3 separate regions of the Drosophila melanogaster genome follow, and all the other regions are linked to region 1. A link is a contact called in public targeted proximity ligation data. All regions are on one chromosome and are shown on one strand. The core of a region is the stretch at or near the end of the contact, and the rest is flanking DNA. Distances in the headings are between cores, read along the strand shown.

The links.
Region 2: a targeted proximity ligation map of the Kc167 cell line shows a contact between it and region 1, with 4 times the contacts expected there. A contact is called at or near these places in 1 of 107 Hi-C or Micro-C datasets (the Kc167 cell line) and 1 of 7 datasets of targeted methods (the Kc167 cell line).
Region 3: a contact with region 1 is called in a targeted proximity ligation map of the S2 cell line, with 6 times the contacts expected there. A contact is called at or near these places in 1 of 107 Hi-C or Micro-C datasets (embryo) and 4 of 7 datasets of targeted methods (the Kc167 cell line and the S2 cell line).

Annotation. Positions count from the first base shown.
Region 1 is chr3L:20,947,698-20,950,981 of dm6, reverse strand. It overlaps fng (fringe), which reads left to right and starts at 1,470. Exons shown (of 7, transcript NM_079467.3): 1 at 1,470-1,812. The coding sequence starts at 1,681. lncRNA:CR45243 (long non-coding RNA:CR45243) reads left to right here and starts at 199. Exons shown (of 1, transcript NR_125030.1): 1 at 199-623.
Region 2 is chr3L:20,524,772-20,528,055 of dm6, reverse strand. Nubp2 (NUBP iron-sulfur cluster assembly factor 2) reads right to left here and starts at 1,480. Exons shown (of 3, transcript NM_140986.3): 1 at 1,292-1,480; 2 at 776-1,218; 3 at 146-463. The coding sequence starts at 1,402. The coding sequence ends at 235. Pss (Phosphatidylserine synthase) reads left to right here and starts at 1,882. Exons shown (of 6, transcript NM_001275189.1): 1 at 1,882-2,570. The coding sequence starts at 2,230. Rcd2 (Reduction in Cnn dots 2) reads left to right here. Exons shown (of 3, transcript NM_140987.3): 3 at 1-84.
Region 3 is chr3L:20,618,932-20,622,215 of dm6, reverse strand. knrl (knirps-like) reads left to right here and starts at 1,557. Exons shown (of 4, transcript NM_176374.2): 1 at 1,557-2,474.

The DNA of each region.
Region 1 (3,284 bases), core at 221-2,720:
TTTAAAGCCCCTGGGTAATTGTCGATGGTTCTAAATTTATGCTAAGCTTTTGTATTTAAAGGGCTCAGTCTTAAATAATCTAAAACATTAAACTATTAAGGGTTGGATAGATTTTTCAGCTGACACAAGGCGATAAAAGTTTACATTTTTATGCTGTTCTCTTACCGAATTAAATACGAATTCACTATTTTCTTGCAGTGCTCCGCCGACTCTGCTTAATGCAATTCAGGCGAAAGGCGCACAAAGGGACAGCGAACAAGATGCCGAGTTGCTGATTGTGCGGGCAGCGCAGTCGACGCGGGCAGAGGTGTCCGCAAAAGCTTTTGTCGCCGCCACAAACATGGAATATGACAAGCTGGTGAGGAGTAGGATGGGATTCGGATTGGGATGGAATGGGATCGAGCTGAATGGGCTGAGAGCAGCAAGAGGAGGAGGAACGGGAAGATACTGCTGGATGGTGCCTGGCATGCAAAGCATTGTCAAGTGGGGAGCAGGCCAAGTGCTACACAAAAACCGAGCGACAAAGAAACGTCGCAGAACGCTGCCGACGCACGTGAGATGTGGATGCATTTGATGCACGGAGCGAGAAAGGGATGTAGAAATTAGTAGTTTGAAATTATTGTAAAAGAATTCTTCTGTTTGTATTTTTTAGTTAAATTAATTACTTATCCATAAATACACTGTCTAACTATTTCTAAGCCACTTAAAGGTATAATATAATCTGAAAAGACCTCTCTATTTGAAATAAAATTTCAATGGTAAATAGAGGAGCGGCTCTTGAATGTTTAAATAAAGTTTAATGCTTGCACTTTTTGTTCCAAGTGCATGATTTAAGAGTGTGTAGGCTTCCCTGTGTGGGCAGGGTAGGGAAGCCAGGCGAAAGAGCGATGGAGAGAGCGAGAGACAATGGCGACAATAAAAATGCGATCGCACAACATGCTCCACAGATAAGTTAACGCAAAGTGACAACGTACAACTTTTAATGGAATTGTCGTCGCCGACGGTGGGCGGTGGGGCGTGGCAGGGTAGTCAGGAGGGGAGTGGGGGTATATATGACATAGCCAAGAAGTCACCGCATTTGGAGCGCTGCCAAGTCAGTTGAACTATGTTTACTTTAAGGATACGGCCGCCACCTGGAAAAGGGACCTTCAAAGGCTGCCTTACACGATTCCGAATCCCCGATTCCGATCAGAAGTGGGCTGAGTGGGGGTCGACACACGAGCACATGAAAATTGCCTTCGGCAGCTACTGTGGCACAAGCTAAAGAGAGAGGATGAGAGCGAGCGCGATCGAAGAGAGAGCGCCAGCTGCTCCCATTGGAGCAGCTAACGTTTCCAATTGGACCAGCTCAAAGGGAATTCTCTCTCTCTCTTTCTCTCTCGCTACTCTCACCGCTTACTGGTCTTTCTGGTTTTTGTTTTGTTTACGATTTTCGCTGGAAGAAGAGAAGAGTAGATCGCGCTACCACAATCAGTTGCTTTTCAAGCTTGCCACAAGCAAGACGTCAGTGCGCGCGTGCTGCGATATCGAAATCGAAATAAACTTAAAAGATATCGTAATTTCAGAAATCGAGCAGAATTCATACGATCCAGGAAAAGAACCAGCTAATATTGGAATATAAAACCTACCCAGTGATCAAATCGGCGGTGCTTCAATGTGCGCGTAGTGGTCCGTAACCGTATGATGAGCCTGACTGTGCTCTCGCCACCGCAACGTTTTAAGCGAATCCTGCAAGCCATGATGTTAGCCGTCGCCGTCGTCTATATGACCCTACTGCTCTACCAGAGCGCCTACGGATATCCGGGCATCCAAGTGAGTTGCGAGTTCGAGTGGGCGACATAATCCAGCTTGCGTGGGTGTTGTTAGCGCTGCGAAACTGTCAAACGTGTGTGCTCCGCACTGATCTGCATAAGTTGCAAAGCTGCAAAGGCCAGGCAATTTGCATTATCCCCCTTTGATTCCGATCCCGATCGACGTCGACTCGTGCACTTTCATAAATCAACGCCGGCGACTTGAGTTTTGCAGCTGCGGCTTTGGCCGTTAAAAAAACCTTTTACGCCCTTGCCTTGCATATAAAACAGTTTCGGTGCTTGGCTTTTTGCGCTTTTATACCCTAATAGGGGGTATCATAATTGAACACAAATTTCGGCGAGGAAGCGTTTTAAAAGGATATACCCTACGATTGGTGATTGGATGGGGATCGGTATCACGGGGAATTCATTTGGAACTAAGGACTTGATTGCTTTAGAAATTGTGCAGAAGTTTATGTAGAGGTAGTGCCTAGCTTAGTGGTTTGTTTCAAAAATGGAAATATGATCCTGAATTTATTTGTTTTTTTTTTTTACAATTAAGCTTATATTTGATTGATTTAAGGACAAGAGAATGTAATTCTGTTAAAGTTGATGTTCAAAGATCGGCTCGCATTATCGAGACATTATTAAAATCCTAAAATCATACCATTAGGCACTTGGAATATATTTTTGAAAATCACCAATACTTTCCAATTCCCACAAGAGTATTCCCAGTTTCGATTACCGAAGATCCAGTCAACCGTTCCTGAATTTCTTGGTTTGCCGTCGGCAGAGCGTCGCCAAAGCTTTCAGTTGCCTGATTCCAGGGCCTGTCAGGGTTCTGAGCCCTGTCTGCTCTGCCCATTTATTATTGTTCTCTTCTTACTCTTGATTTTTGCATAAATTTTTGTGTAATAAAATATTGTGTGCTAATATTACCAAGGTGTGCGCTGCGAGGGGGGATCTCATGGAGGTGAATCTCAATGGACTCGTCCAGTGGAAAACCTTGTCAGTTGCATCACAGATAACAAATAGTTGAGGTCCGTGGGAATGGCCTTAGTTAGCCTCCTATTGCATTGCAAACACTTTTTGGCAGGGTTTTATGCGAACAGGCTATTTTTAGAACCCTTGAAATTCGAACTATGTGTCCACCTTCTAGGATTATCATATTTTAAAAACTTTAAATGAAACGACGCCATAAGAAAATAGTGCACATATTTTTAATCAGTTGCATATACAGATTCCTCAAAGTTTTCTTCCAACATTTCTTTATATAGTTCGATTTTTGTTAAATGAACCCTACTGCTGTAGTTATACCTTCAACTGTTACAGCTCCCTAACTAAGGCTTACAAATTTCATAATATTAGTGATTCGAGCCGCTGGCAATAGAGTTAAGAGCTCATAATTGAATCAGCTGCAGCATCCTCAAAAATATCCATGTAATCCCCTTGCCCTTCACCACCTTCCGGCTTCTCAATTTGCAACTCAATTGC
Region 2 (3,284 bases), core at 231-2,730, 420 kb after region 1:
ATTATTATACCCAAAACTCATCAACTACATTCATTCCAAAGCATACAAAAATAAAGAAAAAGAAACCAAAGCTAAACAAAAGCTAAAATGTGTTTAACAATGGGAGTCCCTATTTAAGTTTACCAATTAAATACCATGGCAAATTAAATCGTTTCCTGAAGAAAATGGTTATATTCATAAACTGAATAATGAAACAAGCTATCATATTTACAAAATTGTTATGTTGGTATTTATTTAGGAGACCAACATCGTTTTCAACTTCTCAACTATATGCGTCAGCACCTCCGCTGTCGTGGAATCCGGAAGCTCATCCAAGACGGACGTAGTGGTGCCCGCCAAAATGCCAACACGGGGATCTATGGGCAGAGTTCCTAGATGTGGTACTTGGGCGTAAGTGGCCAGTGAGACGCCACCGTTTGACGAGAATATATTGGTGCACGAGGTGCAATGGGGGCACACGAACCTGTGACAATCAAATATAAGATAATTTAGTCAAACATGAGATAATTATCACCTGGTTAAAGTCCACAGGTGTCGCCCTGCCGTAAACTTGACACGCAAAGGCGTCCAATTAATATCTATGTATATTTGCATTTTCAATTAGTCAGCATCAAATACAGTAGAAATGCTTATCAGAAGCTTGTAAAACTCTTTTCAGTCAGGGATGGATATCGTTCTCGTTGCATTGCATTGGAGTTCCAATTTTTTGAGGACAAATTAAAATGAATCCTATTTTGTTGTCTGTCTTGCGGCTTAACAAACTCAAATAACTTACCCACTCATATTCTCGACGATGCCCAGGATATTGATGCCGGTCTTCTTGCAGAAGGTGATCTCCTTGCGTACATCGTCCAGGGCCACCTCCTGCGGTGTGGTCACAATTATGGCTCCGTGGCAACCAACCTCCTTCAGGCACTCCATTACGGTGATGTGCTCATCCGAAGTGCCGGGTGGCGTATCGATAATTAGGTAATCCAGCTCATCCCACCTGACGTCGGTGAGGAACTGCCGGATCATCATGGTCTTTTTGGGACCACGCCAAATGACCGGATCCTCACGGTTCTTCAATAAAAATCCAATGGACATCACCGCCAAGGTTTGGGATTCATCTGTATAGACAGGAACCCATCCATCGTCGCACTGGAAGATATCCCGTCCTTCCAGACCCAATAGATATGGCACACTCGGTCCACACAGATCTATATCGAGCAGACCAACCTAATAGATTGTTCATATGAGTACCATTCAAAATTCATCGGTAATGTTTTTGTGGTGAAATGGTTTGGCTTACCTTAAATCCGTTTTTTCGCAGTGCCAGCGATAATTGGGTGCTCACTGTGGATTTTCCTACTCCGCCCTTGCCTGATAGCACTACGATAACATTTTTAACCTTGTCCAGCATTATAAAGCGATTTAAAAGCAATTTATTCCGAAACCAATGCAAAGTCGTGGATTGCGTTTTAGTCAACAAGTGCAATCAGCTGTTCAGGGCTACAGTCATAGCATTAGGGGTGTTCCAGGATTCCACTATGTTGAAATATCCAATCTGAATAATGTTATGCGTGACCTCATTATTATTTGACTGTTTGTAAACAAAAAATCATTTTATCCTCGGGAATGCCATAAATGCTGCCTAGAAAGTTATTATATAGAAAAAATAAGGTAAAGAACTAAGTTATATAACTAACGCTATATAACTCTAAAATAGTGACAATATAATCTTGTTATAAAGTAGGGTGATGACTGCTTTTCGAATACGATCTGAAAATATACAAAATATTTGTCATCATAAGATACCTGGATCACCCCCAACGTTCCGCTATTCATCTGGCAACGCCCCTGTTATCAAGTCACACATTTCAACCCTCCGGCAACACCACCGCCGGCAAGTGTCGATTTTTATTGGTCCAAGCCGCGCGCAGCATGTTAATTGACAACAACGGACGGTAGCTGGCAAATGATAAAATAAACGTGCGCCGATCGAACGCGAGTCGAGGATCCAGGAGCCGTGCCCACGCCATAGCAATCGAGGTCACTCGAGCCGGGAGCCATAGAAACCGCTGCGAGGAGAGCCGAGTGGCAAGTCTTGGTGGAATCGAATCGAATGTTGCGCAACCTTCAGTCCCCGCATGTACTTAGCCACCAAACCGATTCCGAGCCACCAACCACCTAACAACAACCACATCACGCCACCCGCCTACATTTGATAATCGAATTTGTAGTTAGGCGATGAAGAAGCGCACTAATTCACGTGGCACCCCGACCTCGTCGGGCGACGCGCTACTGGACACCTCCTTCTCCTCCGCCGGCGATGCTGAGCGGGATCATCCCGCCTACAAATCAGGCGCGGCCAGTGCCCCTGCCACGCCCACCAAGCGACGGGATGGCAGCGATGGCAGTGTCAGCAGCGCGGGAGCACGCAGGAAGCGCAAGGACGAGATCGCCCAGACATTTGTGATCGTCAACGAACGTCCCGTGGACGACATATCGCTGGACTTCTTCTACAAGCCACACACCATCACCTTGCTGGCTGTTTCGGTGCTCGCCGTCATGTACTTTGCGTTCGTCAGGTGAGTAGATGAGCCCATGAGCCCGCAGGGGAACCCCTTCGTGATAACCAATGAAGGTTATTCGATCCTTAATACAACGCAACTTCATTGCGAGCTCGCAATCGGTTCACTTGTATTCATTTCGATCTTAGAACTTTGCCTTTGTCAGCTGAGATAGCATTGAAAAATCGTTGAGTTTTGCTTGTTAACCCATTGGGTGTTTATGCGGGTTTGGTGCGCTCGTTAGCTTCATCTTATTATATTATATTATATTATATTGGGTATTCCTTGAACCGACAGAATCTTTAGATAAGAAAGAGTTTGTAAATCCATTTCTGTCAGTACTGATTACTATGAGAGGCACGTTTAGAACTATAGTACTGGTCTTAACCCTTATCAGTATTACATAACTGTTCTGTAGTAAATCCCCTTAGTAACAATAGTTTATTTGCATTGGCTGGTAGCGAGATAGAACCAATTATTCAATGTATCAGCATCTTCAAAAGGTTTCATTTGTTATAATTATTTATAAATTTTTTATAATTATAATTGACGTTTCATCAAAAATGATTGGATTTCACTACCCTGTTAAGTCCCTTATCGCCAAAAAACTTTCGATGAAATCATACTTTTTAATCATATATCTGCACCATGTGCCTTCTTAGTTCACACATCAATTGATGTACACGGGTTAAGCACTTAAAAATATCACGAATACTCTGCCAAAAGTGTCAA
Region 3 (3,284 bases), core at 308-2,807, 330 kb after region 1:
GTCTTACGTACTCCCCTCTCTTTCGGAGACACTTAGTCCCTCTCATTCGCACTTTCAGTCGAGATCGCTGGAAGTGGGCAATGTTCGATGGACTTTTGTTGAGTTCAGGGGAGGTGGGTGGTGGGTTAAAACTCCCCGATCGATAGACCACGCCCACTGGCAAGCCGCTAATACGATTTCGATGGATGCGTCTGTGTGAGTGATCGCTCTCATTGATCGCTCTCGTTTGCATGGGTAGCTCTCAGCCAGCTGCTCTGCATTGGTCAGCGAAACGAGAACATATATGCCGGGTATATAACTCGCCCGATGCACGGGAGATGGCCTTATAGTCCGGTCTCGTTTTCGCCCACGGCAAACGGGATCGGCTCGTTTATCTAAAACACCCGACGACGACTGCAGCACGATCCCGTTTTGCGCTGGTGTTAGTGGATTCCGCTCTCATGAGCACGCCGCTCTCTTTACCGGTTGTCTGTGTGAGTATACTGGATATAACGGTGCTCCGATTGTGTTAATCGAGCCAATCAAATGTGGTAACGAATTCTTCGAGTAGATATATTCACGAGAGTGTGTGCCCTGTGAGTGAAGCACTCAAAAGCCGCACAAAATGGTGAGCGATTGAGAAAAACAATCGAGTGCAATATTCAAAGTGAGCAACTGGAAAAATAATGATGTATTTGGAGGCAAATATTGTATATTGTATTGTATCTTATTTTTTTGAACTAATCAAGTATGTTATATTGTTAATTTACTATATACCACATTTGATCAGCTTGCCATAAATATTCCCCAGTTATATAACATTGGACACTAAATCAACAAAACTATGTTCCTTAACAATCGTTAAATTTATTAAATTATATTATATTTATCTAACGAATAAAATTGATTATAAATAAAGTAGAAAAAAGAAAAAGGAAATACTTAAGATTGGTCAAATTAAACAACACGCTAAATAGACTTAGATTACATCTTAAACGACTTATATTTGTTCGCAGTTACTAGGAATTTATTATTATATCTTAACCGAGAAATAAACTGTGCAATTTATATATATATTGCAAACACGACATGCATTTTTTTCTAAATTTGTTGGTGCCTTTTCTATAGTTATAGTTCGTATTTATGTTAGTAATTATACGTTTTTAATATATGTTCATATGCATTTACTCAGTTTCAGCTTGATCTGTGAATACAACTCAATAGCCGAATCGACTCGGATTTGAGTTAACATCACTCAAACAGCGGCTCACACAGACAGGCAATTTGAGTCAAAGTCGCTCTTTTAAGTCTCACTCTCGCTCTCTCTCTCCCTGGTTGTCTTTCGGTTGGGGGTTGAGAGTTCGGGTGTATCACCGTTAGAGAGAATCGGAATCGTCTTCTTCCTCACACACACAATCGCACCCCAGCTGGGCTCGAGTTTGTCGCTTTTGCAGTCTTTTGTTTTTGTTTCGGTTTCTGTTACTGCTTCTTCGACCAGTTTGTAGTTTTTGTTTATAGTAGTATCATCTCCCCGGCCAGAGATATTGTTGTTGCTACTTCTCTGGTAGCCGAAGTCTCAGCTCAGTGTGCTACCGAGCGTTCGTCGGATGATATTGCAAAGCATCTGAGTCGCCGAGTCGCAGCGGTGTGAGCACTTTGCAGAACTGCTTAACATCAGTCTTTAGTGATAGCTCGCGCTTCTTGCTCGCACGCTCGATCGCACGTCGCCGTCGTCGTTGCGTCGTCTTCGTCTTACGTCCCAGGCGTTACGTTGTTTTGGCCGCCGCTAAAAATCAACACATGCAAATTAAGATCAAAAAATTACTCAGTTAAATAAAATGAATTGTAACAATACTACGAATATGTATATGTAGTGCCAACTGAAATAGTAGAGTTCAGTCTGTAACACGTCACTGCAAAAAAACTCAAAAGCGGCAAACGAAAGCGGAAATAAAGAAATTTACGGCAAGTGCGCGTGCGCAGCCAGGAGTGCCCTCACACAAAGGTGTGGTCACTCCATAAAAACTCGCATTCAAAACACAGAAGGCGTAAAAACAGCACCAAATAAAGTCCCACGGAAATATCTCTAGCTAAATTAAAATTTAACCATACTGCAAAACTTTAAAACTTTGTATTACAATAAAAATTATACAAAATATTGCCTCCTTGTGATATATGTACACCCTGCTATATGCAAAAACACACATACTCAAACAACCCAAAAGATATATATTAAACATGCTTCACGCTCGCCTAAAGTTCTAAAAGTCAAGTGCAATTTGAGCAAAAACAGCAACAACTCTATACGCTCAAGTGACGTTTTATTGGCGCAAGGTGAACAAAAAATAATAGCAAGCAAATACACGAAAATACACAAAACCTTAAACGGAAAGTTCACAATGTTAGGAGACGCAGACCTTAAGTGCGCAACGAAATAGAAACACTAAGCAAATAAATTGGATTAACTTGATAGGCTGATCGGTCAGTAAAAGCAGGTAAGTTCAAAGGTTCAATGGCGCCCTCAAAAAAAAATATAGAAGAAACGGAACGAACGGGCTTTTTTGAGACACATCCATCATGCGGACATAAAAATGGGGATAGAGATGGGGCTTCGGAGTTGTAGATGGGGAACATGTGAATTTCATTAACGAATAGAATTCATAAAACAAAAAAAATCAAGATGAAGATGGCGACGCCAGATAACGCTTGACAATCCGACTAACTGACGAACTGTCTACGACTGTCGGCGGGGTTTGTATGATTTAATTATACAAACCATATACACACTCCCCTATATGACACTTATACGACAGCCCAGTAGGAGCTATAGCCCCCAGCTACGGTTTTGTGAGAAAGTTTTCTCTGGCCGATCTTTGTTGACCAGTGCACTTTTTAGTGTGGCCATAAAACATGGCTAGATCAACAACAACAACCATGCAAGGGCAAGGCAAATAAACTTTACGACTATATAACAGAATCAATGTAAGTCAAGTGCGAGCGAGATGGCCTGCACAGATATAGTCGCCGCACATGTTTGCTTTATAATGCAAATAGCGTGTATAGCTTTATTTGCCAGAATATTTGTTACAAAAATTCGAAAACGCAGGCGAAATCCATGGGAATGGCATTAACTGCGGCACTGAAAGAAATTATTGCGCTCAATAGCGAAGGAACTAAATGGAAAGTGGTGCTGCCTAATCCATCAAGGATCAAAAATAATTATTTTGATAAAATAATTCTTAGAATATTCAAGCTGGAAATTTGTGAACATTTTAGTTTGCTTGATGCTGCAGCTTAAATAATAA